Linked DNA regions of Arachis hypogaea: region 2 is linked to region 1. Evidence: chromatin contacts called from public Hi-C data. All regions are on one chromosome and are shown on one strand. The core of a region is the stretch at or near the end of the contact, and the rest is flanking DNA. Distances in the headings are between cores, read along the strand shown. Region 1 has its middle 9.1 kb from the start of LOC140175479. Region 2 holds the start of LOC112715419 (eukaryotic translation initiation factor 3 subunit F).

The links. A called contact is a pair of places that touch in the nucleus more often than the background predicts.
Region 2: a Hi-C map of leaf shows a contact between it and region 1, with 4 times the contacts expected there. The contact joins the promoter of LOC112715419 here to the enhancer-like site in region 1. A contact is called at or near these places in 3 of 8 Hi-C or Micro-C datasets (all in leaf).

The regions. Positions count from the first base shown.
Region 1 is chr10:25,139,315-25,144,496 of arahy.Tifrunner.gnm2.J5K5, reverse strand. No RefSeq gene overlaps it. Among protein-coding and RNA genes, the nearest start is that of LOC140175479, 9.1 kb to the left of the region's middle. Within about 2 kb of position 1,981, at least 3 of the 3 cell types and tissues checked have open chromatin away from gene starts, as enhancers often do.
Region 2 is chr10:26,123,081-26,128,262 of arahy.Tifrunner.gnm2.J5K5, reverse strand. LOC112715419 (eukaryotic translation initiation factor 3 subunit F) reads right to left here and starts at 2,881. Exons shown (of 6, transcript XM_025767187.2): 1 at 2,480-2,881; 2 at 1,139-1,218; 3 at 517-746. The coding sequence starts at 2,710.

The sequences.
Region 1 (5,182 bases), core at 732-3,231:
CATTATCAGATTTATTTACATTTACTAAACTTGAAAGAGAATGGGAGATTCATTTTAACTTAGTGTTGTATAAGGAAAATAATGTTGCTGCTTTGATGCAAAACATGAAGTTTGGAGTCTGAATAAATATATGGAGTGGCTTGATCCTCCCACCAGCATTCTTGAAGCTCTTCGCCATGATCATGACGCTGCTTGAGTTCTCGGGATCTTTCCAACAGTGGTTGAGGTTTGTGTATCAGGGACAAAACTATTTGTCTTATAATTAGTCATATCAGGTTTGATTCTCAAACAGTAACTAAATTGTAATTGAAAAGAATTTTTAGTGTGCATGAGTAAATGAGTTTACGAGTATGTGTATAACCAAAAAAAAAAAAAAAAGAAAGAAAGAAACGGTAAAAATAGTATTAAAAAATTTATAAGATATTAGCAAGAAATAAGTTTTTGAATAATTAAAAAAACAAAAATAATAAAAAAATAATTATTTTTATTAGTAACGTACAATTTTTATGTTTACTATTTAGTAAGTAGTTTATCAATTTGGTCCAAATTTTTGTTTTTGAAATATTTTATAATTATTTATAAGGTGCATACAAAACATTAGAGTAAAATTGATCTCTATAGTTTTTTAATTATTTTAAAAAATTTCGATACACAAAAATAAATTCACTTGATGTAAAATAATCAAACTTTAAAAATAAAAAAGTCTCATATTTCTAATAATACTTATAAAAATTAATATTAAAATCTAATTTCTAATATTTAAAAATATATAAATATTTAATATCTAATTTTTTGTTTATTTTGGTTTCTTCTTAACTTTGTGTATGGCTTGGTGCTCATCACGTCCTTGTGTTAGGAGCTTGTAAGTGTTTTTGTTATCGGAAAAAAAATTAATTATTTTTATTATATTTTTAAATATTTTAAAAATGTATTTAGAATTCTTATTTTTAATTATTTTTGTTAACGAGATAAATTTAGACACCACTCATATAAAGATGGCAAAAATAAAATTTTCTAAAGTTGTTTATTTAGCCATAATTAAAAAAACGTGTTTTAAGAAATTAAACGTGGGTTAATAATAAAAACGTAAATTATGAATAAAATTGAATTAATAAGTAAACTAAAATATTTAAGAGAAAAAATAGTTAAATTATTTAAATTAATAAATAAAAAATTAATGATTCTAACTAATATTAATTCAAATGATACTGATTTTTTTTAAATTAATATAAAATAAATTTTTTAAATCTTAATTTTAAAATAAAACATTTTAGTCAAGAAATTCAAAAACAAATAAGAATTGTTAGACTAAAACAGAATAATTATCAATAAAAATCGGTAGATTAAAATATAGATCTTAAAATAAAAAAATTTAAAAGAATTATAAAAATTATAAATAAAAATTCAACTCGTAAAAAAATTATTAAATTCACAAAAAATAAGAAAAATGTCAAAATAATAATAAAATAGAAGTAAAAAATAATATTATAAAATTTATAAAAATTGATAAAAAAAGGTAAAACAACTTTCTAACAATTTTTTTGTTAAAAATTTATTTTAAACAAATTATAGAATTGGTGTTAAAGCTAAAGTAACAATTTCAAGAATATAAAAATACTTTTTAATAATGACAACACTTATAATTTATGTTACCTGTCAAAAATTTAATATATAATAATCTAATTTATGAACAAGATCAAATATTTTTATTTAAAGATATTTTAAACTTTATCTAGCCTCCTTCAGTAAATTTTTGCATACCATCTTACCAATGTAACCCATGATAAAATAATGCTTATGTTTTTTATTATCTGCCTAACAATGTAATTTGGATCTAACAATATTGAGCCCGGGAAGGAGATAGCTTTTGTTTTTGGTCTTGGGTTAAGCAAAGAACCCTACTCGAGACCTGACACAGTCTTGAGTCTATCGTATTGTTGGACCGTAGGCTTGAGTATAGATTATCAATAACCCCAATACAGACTGACAAATAATTTGCGGGTCCAGTTCCTACCAAATATTTTGGCCCAATTAATAACTGGCCCATATATAGCCTAAATGTTTATAAAATGATTACCTGATGACATTGATGTGGATTGTGGAGGCAACCAATTTTAGTTGATTACTGGACCATGACCGAAACATATAAAGTTGATTACTGGACCGAAAAAAAAAGTGAATCAATTCTGCAAACGTTAGGTGCGAATAACTCCTAATTATAACTAATTAGATGTTGCAAAGAAATATCCCTTTTATTTTTCATTTTTTATTTTTGAAACTTAGGTGCTTTAGTGTATTTCACTAATTAAGTGTTCTATTGTTTGATTATGTCCTTACCTTTTTGACTATGGCTAAGAATAGATGTTACTGAGAATATACATATTTCTTTTTTAACGTCCAAAAACCAAATGCATGTATCTTTTAATCTGAAGTCTAAACCACAGTCTGCATTATTCTCGATAAAAGTCCTATTAATTTGGTCTAGTTTAATTAGGTTATCTTACCTATGTATGAAACAATTAACACTCTCAACACAAGTTTTTTTTAGTTGGAAGAAATGAATCGAAACCTTAGTTAGGTGGTCATTTCGAGAGATTTTAGCCTAGTGAATTATGGTATTATTAGGGATAGCCGAAAATGTTTAAGTCTTGTTTAATGTTCATGTATCTGAAAAAGAAAATTAATTTAAAGGGTTAATTGGTATATTTAAAAGTAGAGATTACGTGTAAAAAAAATTAAAAAAGAAGAAATGATGACAACCCTTTGGTCTCTATTTATTAGGATTCATCCAAAATCTTATAACTAAATTAGATTAAGAATCTTCATTTTAAAAGGAACATGCATAGGTAAGGGGTTTAGTGATCTTTTAGAGGGTAATGAAGTTTTCTTATAACTCATACTAAAACTTGCTTGATTCATTTCAACCCACATGATTTTCCTTTAAATTCAACTAACTAAAGCTACATGGTTTAAGAAATAAGAAGAAAATGGATGATGGATCGTAAGAAAAATGAACAATCGATTGAGAATTACAGAATCTTGAAAAATTAATTCAATCGAATGCGATCAACATGCTCTTTTGATTATTGAAACTACTCAACCTTGTTTCTCAACTCCACACTCATTACACAATGCAAAAAGTACTCGAGTTGTCTACAAATTAAGAGAGTGACTCAAGGGTGAGAGATAGAAGAGATGAATTATTTACAATCTAGTCTCATTACTTAAGAGAAAAGATACAGAGAAAATAAAGTGGTTAATCAATTAATTCTTATTGATCATACACGGATGTATATATAATCTAATTAGAATTATCTTTTGTTGAGTTAAGAAATTAACTAAATTAATTGATGATGACAAACATTATTTTTATTGGGGTTAACTACCCAATTACTATTGATCATGCTTGACTAAGTGATGCAGGCCACAATTAGTAAACATAGCAGTAGCCCAAAATGAAACAAAGAAACTGAATCTACTCTTGTGGGAAACATTTACAAACAAAGTCCAAATAAGAAATAACAAAGAAATCTCATGGGTTGAAAAGTAAGTGAACAAAATCCAAGCCCAAGGTACTTCACTCAAGCTAATGCCTTCCAAGCTCTTCACATATGCTTCGGTCAGACTTAGAGAAAAGAAAGAGAAAGTTTAATCCAAAAGGCAAAGGTCTAATCACCCAAATCAAACTATTTCAAGCTAAGTCAGAAGGTAAAGGTGATTTATTTCCATTTGCATGCAATTTACTTTCTTCACTCCTTCTCCAACTCTCAGCTACTCCAATATGGGATAAATGGAGAAAGTGATTTCTAATAATTATTGGTGTGAATCAAAGGCCAAAATTTTTTCTTGGAGACAAAGTTCTAACTCAAGGGTTTAGATATGGGTTTACCACTAAAAGACTTTTTCATGCTACCCTGAGGTCTTCGGTTAAGCAAAAAGGCTCAGATTCAAAATTCTTAATTTAGGGATTAATTGAAAATAGTGAAATGGGAAGATGGTGAAGTACACAGCTCAAGGAGTTGACTTGGAAGAAAGCAACTTAGCAACAATGAAAGAGGTACAAAAGAAAAATTTTTCTTCTTTCTGAAGACAAGGAGAGAGAACCAGATTTTGTGAGCTTGTTATGAAGTGATTTTTTGTGAAGAGTTAATCAACCTTGGACAGTGTTTTCTAGTAAAAGAAGTATTCCGCCAAGATGAGAAACTGAATCAGAGTCAACCAAATCTGGTTCAACTTATAGTAATAGAGGCTGTTGAAGTATCAATCTCCTTCATGTTTTACAGATTATAATTTCATTTTCAATGTATATCTTTCTGTAATTTCTTGAGTGAAAAAAGACTGAAACTGAGAAATCAAGAAAAAACCTATGAGTGATAAAAGGCTGAGTGAAACACTTGAGAGAAAAGCCTAGAGTGATTTCAGATTTATTTAGGTTCGTTATATGCCTTGTGTCTTGTACCTGTGAGGTACCCCTCTCTAAGTTGGGTTAGCACTTAGAGTGGAGAGTTAGGTATTAGCATAACCAAGTCAAGATAGGATAGAACTTGAGAGGAAAAGATTTGTGTCAATCTTTTGAAATTGGTGTATGTAATACTTTAACTATAGTGAAAATTCCACCACTATTGTGGTGGAGACTGGATGTAGGTTACATTGCACAAGAAAACTGAACCAGGATACATGTTGGTGTCATTCTTCTTCTCTTTCTTTATGTTCTATTTTCTGATATTTATGAGACAAAACAAACTTGTCTCATAAAGTTTTCGCTGTATAGTTCAAACAGAATCTAAGTGAAAGCTTATAAGTAAAGGCTTATTTCATAAATGTAAAAGAAGGTCATAGATTCAATCCCCCTTCTATAAGCCTTTTACAACCTTCAATTGGTAATCAGAGCCAAGGTCTCAAGAATCAAGTTTCACCGCTTGGAGCAAAGGTCCAATAGTGAATAAGTTGGACACAACCATAGTTGCCTACACTCTAACAGAAGGCCAGTCAAACAATAGGCCTCTTTTTTTCAACAGGAAGAACTATGCCTACTGAAAAAAGAGGATGCGAATCTTCATCCAATCTATTTACTATAAGTCTATAACATATGAAAGATTGTTGTAAGCGGTCTCAAAATTCCAACAAAAATAAGTGCCAATGGAGTGGTGACTTCAAAAGAAGAAACTGAATGGAATAATGA
Region 2 (5,182 bases), core at 1,632-4,131, 980 kb before region 1:
ACTTAACTATAATGTTATCGCAAGAAAAAAAAGCAAATGATAAGCTGAAAAAGATATTCACAGGGCATTGTATAGCAGAAGTAAGAATCAGAATGACCTCACACAAATGTAAGAGAGCATTCTTCTATAGTAAAAAAATATAATACGGAACAGCTTATCTATATGTGAATCTCAAACAATTCTTTCAAAACAGGGTATGGAAACACTGTACATTTTGTGGAATCTCTTCATACATGAGTATTATGCAGATAGAAAACAGTATGTGGAATTTTTTTTTATTTTGGCAAAAAAAGCAATATATCTATTAAATAATTTCAAAATATTCATAGCCACTTAGTTTTCTTCAAAATACAACTTAGAGAAATAGCAGCCATTGATTATGTAACAAGGAAATTTGAAGCACTAACTGTCTACAGATGTATCCAGTATCCATGAAAGAAAACACACAAATCTTTGGAAATTAAAAATTCATCGAAGGAGAAAAAATGCATGAGCTTTACAACAGTCCATACTTACATCCAACTCGCTCAGCCTCAACCATACGAAGATCCAATGGAATTTCTTGAAACTGTGCAGCAATTTGGCGGTCTCCGAGAGATAAATTGTTTGAAACATATGCCTTTATGGTACCCTCTCCATTTGTGAATCCAGTATCAACAGTCAAATGTATGGGATTGGGTACTTCTCTAGAATAAAATTCATGGATCAATGCACTACCACCAGTAACTCCGAGACCAGTTGAATACCTGAATGGATCAACCAAACACATAAAAGGGCAGGGAAGAAAAACAGGAGAGAAACATTTAAACACAAACAAACATCATTGCAGTTTCTTTGCAATTAATTAGCGAAGATCCCTTTGGATAAATCATTTGCTTTAAATTCACTAAGATGTGATAGCACCATATTCATCAAATAGACGTTTCCAGGAAACACATTTTTCAGATAACTTCTTGCATAACACTGTACAAAAATTGACAAAACACTGGGCCCTGCAAAAACCAAAAGACAAGAAACTTTTTTCACCTAGGCCCTAAGAGTTTCAGAGCATTATTGGTCAACACCTCAACAATAAGACTATTGCATAGCACTTCAGCAACAAGTTTAAGACAATCCATATTAAAGTAAATTTTCTTACCATCCAACTATGACTTCCTTTGGATTCACTTTTTGGTGGGATATTAACATGTTGTGGTGATACTCAATATCCAGGGCAACCTGAAAGGAAAAGAAAAAAAATTATAATATCTATTTGAGAGTAAATGTTTAAATAGTCACCAGAAGAGGAAATTAAAAGGTCAAAAGTAGATTTCTTGTTTACAACTATTTCCCCTGATTCCATATGATAATGGCAACTATCCGTGCACCAAATATCTGTGCTCCCACATTTTCTTGAAAACCAAATTTATGAACACTTTTGTTTATTTGGTAAAAGAAATTAAAACTCATACTTTTGAGATGTGGAGGCCCAATGGAGCAGATGTGAGCACTGAAAACAATCACATCTGTAACGATGGACTCAATTAATTTTCCAGACTTGTAACGGTATCATCAATAATGCATTGAAGAGGATACCTGACTAATGTCTGGAGAACAAATTTATAATCATGCACTTCAAGCTTCCTTTCTAAATTCTATATAATTCAGTCATACTAATAGCTTTGGGAAAAAATTATTAGCCCTATCAACAAGAAGTGAAAAGAACTGCCTTCAAAAGGAAAAAAACAGAAGTAAAGAATGCCATCATCACCTAATAGAACCTAGTCGGAGGGAAAACTCAGGAAATGCAATTATAGGATACAATAGAAGTAAACTAAAAAATACATCCAATAACAAGATTAGCCGAAACTCTTATCTACTGATGTTTGTTACCGTAACTTCCTCAGTTTCAGTAAAAAAAATCCACCATATTAGCCTAAAAGCCTACCCATAAGATAAAAGAAGATTCGGGCCGCACACAAGGCTTAAACCGGTCAGGTTGACACTCATACCACATGAAACCTCTCTCACCAGTGTTGGTTGTTCAAAAAAAATGTATCAACATCATCATAATCATAACGAACTATAAGTTTAATATTTCACCAATATGAAGCCACATCGAGTGCGAGGCACATACATACACTGCTACAGGCTACGATCTATAATTATGAAGAAACAATTGATAACGAGAATGAAGTGATAAACCACACAACAAATACCCAGTAACATTACCTACCATATTGTTTAGCACAAGCATGAAATACTATGGAGCAACTTATACTCTATTTCAAAAAAATCAAACCATATACTGAAATAATAAATCGAATAAACATGAAAAAAAACTGAATATAAACCTATAAATAAAAATCCAATCGCTTGATTCATATCCAGATTTAGAACTACTGATCTCCAATCACATGTGCAGCTAACAAATTTCCATTCACAACAGTTCCCGAAATAAAAAAATAAATAAAGTGGTGATTTGGATGGGTGAAGGGACCTGATCGACGGACTCATTATGAGGAACGGCGTAGGAGTTGCGAATATCGACGGTGCCATCGGGGAGGACGGAGCCGAGTAGGGTTCCAATGACGCGCTCAGCTTGGTCGGGGCGCCGAACGTAGCAATCGCAGATGTTGAACACAACCAGAGGGTGCACCCTCGCAGACAAGCTCGTCGAAGAAGAGGACGAAGAAGAAAACTGCAATACTGTGCGATCGCTCGCCGCCATGTTCGTAGCTCCAATTTGATTGATTCGCTACTCGATACTCACTGCTCAGCTGCAACAAACGAGTTACGACGGTGACAAACACACATTGCTATTTGTTAGGGTTTTAGGAATGGGCTTGGATTGGGCCTTCGGCTAATTTATAAGACGGTGTTCTTTTTTCAAAAAAATAATAAATGTAAAATATGATTATTTTTCCTAAAATAATAACGCATAATTAAGTGTCCGTAACTCCGTATAAAACAGTGTTTAGTTACTTAGGGATAATTTTATCAACTTAAACCATTTTAGATAATATTTATAAAAAACTATTTATTATTTTTCGTATCTTATCTTATCTTGTAATTTTAGATGTAAATAGTTTGTCTACTATAGTACTATGTCCTTTTTCATAAGCTTGGTATTGTTTCCTTTTTATTTAAGAAATACTACTGAATCATATCTTTTATCTTTTACATCTTATATAATTTTTAAAAAATAAAATAGTTGTCTTTTTCTTGTTATTGTTTTCTGGAAAACTATATATATATATCGAATGTGTAAGAACTTTATAATTGAAATAATGATAAATTCAATTCAAATAAGAAGGTCACATAAAAAAAAGTAGTAACTTATAAATTTATTAATATGTGAGAAGTTTTTAAATTGTTCAAATTAACAATGAAATTGGAACTTGTTGGGTATAAAGTCAATAAAAAAGAATATTACCATTAAAATTTGTAGATAAGAAATAAATAGAATAGACCAAATAATTTAGATAATAATAAAAATAATATGATTAAATAATATTTACAATTCTTAAACTATAAAAAGTTTTATAATATTTTTGTATATATAAGAAAATTTACACTTATATAAAAAATTATACATCAAAAATCGTTAGATTTTTTTCATTCGCTCATTTTTACGCAAAATTTTTTATATACTAAAAATAATAAGTAGTTTTTATACACCTTTTTCATAAGTCAGTCACTATAAAATCTAATTCAGAAATATGTACATAAGGAACAAGGTTGCAAAGCTTACCAAAAGGAGTCCGCTCATCATACCAAACTGATTTGTAGACATCCCCAATATTCCAATGAAACCCTTCCTTGAGATGCTCATAGGCACTAATAATGTTCTTCCAGGTAGCCGATGAAGAATTTCTACTGTTTTCGTTCATACCAGATTGATTCTTGAGATATTTATGCTTCAAAACCTGCACCCACAACTTCTCACTATTATTTAGACAATCTCATACCAACTTTCCCAGAAACGCCATGTTAGCACAGGTAGTATCCCTAATACCCAATCCTCCGTATCTTATTGGGCTGCCTCTGGTCAGGTGGGAGGTCGCCATAACTCCTAAAATGGAAGGAGGATTGGGTATTGGGGATACTACCTGTGCTAACATGGCGCTTCTGAAAAAGTTGGTATGGGATTGTCTAAATAATAGTGAGAAGTTGTGGGTGCAGGTTCTGAAGCATAAATATCTCAGGAATCAATCTGGTATGAACGAAAACAGTAGAAATTCTTCATCGGCTACCTGGAAGAACATTGTTAGTGCCTATGAGCATCTTAAGGAAGGGCTTCATTGGAATATTAGGGATGTCCACAAATCAATTTGGTATGATGAGTAGACTCCTTTTGGTAAGCTTTGCAACCTTGTTCCTTATACATATTTCTGAATCAGATTTCATAGTGGCTGACTTGTGGAAAGGGGTGTCTTGGAAGGTTGATAGTCTTACCACGCCTATTCCGCATGAGATTAAGCAGTTTATTTGTGGTCTGAGATATCCTAGTTCGACTGAGTTGGAGCCATAGTGGGAGTGGTAGCCTGCAGCAACAAAAAAGTATAGTGCAAGGGAGGGTTATAGATGGTTATTAGAGAAAACATTAAATTGGAATGCCAATAGTAACTAGAACTGGTTGTGGAATACAAACATTCCGGAGAAGTTCAAATTTACTATGTGGCTTGGCTTACATGATGCTCTACCAACTGAGACCTTTCGATTCAAGCGGCATTTAGCTTCTTCAGATATGTGTAAAAGATGTAACAAGGTGCAGGAGACTATAGAGCATTGCCTTAGAGACTGTGAACGATCAAAGGCAATTTGGCATATGTTGGATCCTAGTATCCTGGACTCGACAGCTGGTACTGCTCTTGAAGAGTGGTTTCAGAAGGCCTTGACTAACAATGGGGCGTCTTTTGGTGCAAGACTTTGGTGGGTATGGAGACACAGGTACAATGACATATTCAATACTGACAACCATTGGACAGACCACAAGGTTGTTGCCATGGCCAAAATTACCACAAAGAACTTACATGTTTACAGGAATCGAAACAATGCCTTTAGGTCTCTCTGAAATCGCCTGTGTTGGGAACCACCAGTAGGCAACATTTTTAAAGTTAATTGTGATGCAAGCTTGTATCAAGATTCAAATTTAGCGGGATTTGGGTGTATTATTAGAGATTCTAAGGGAGATTGAATC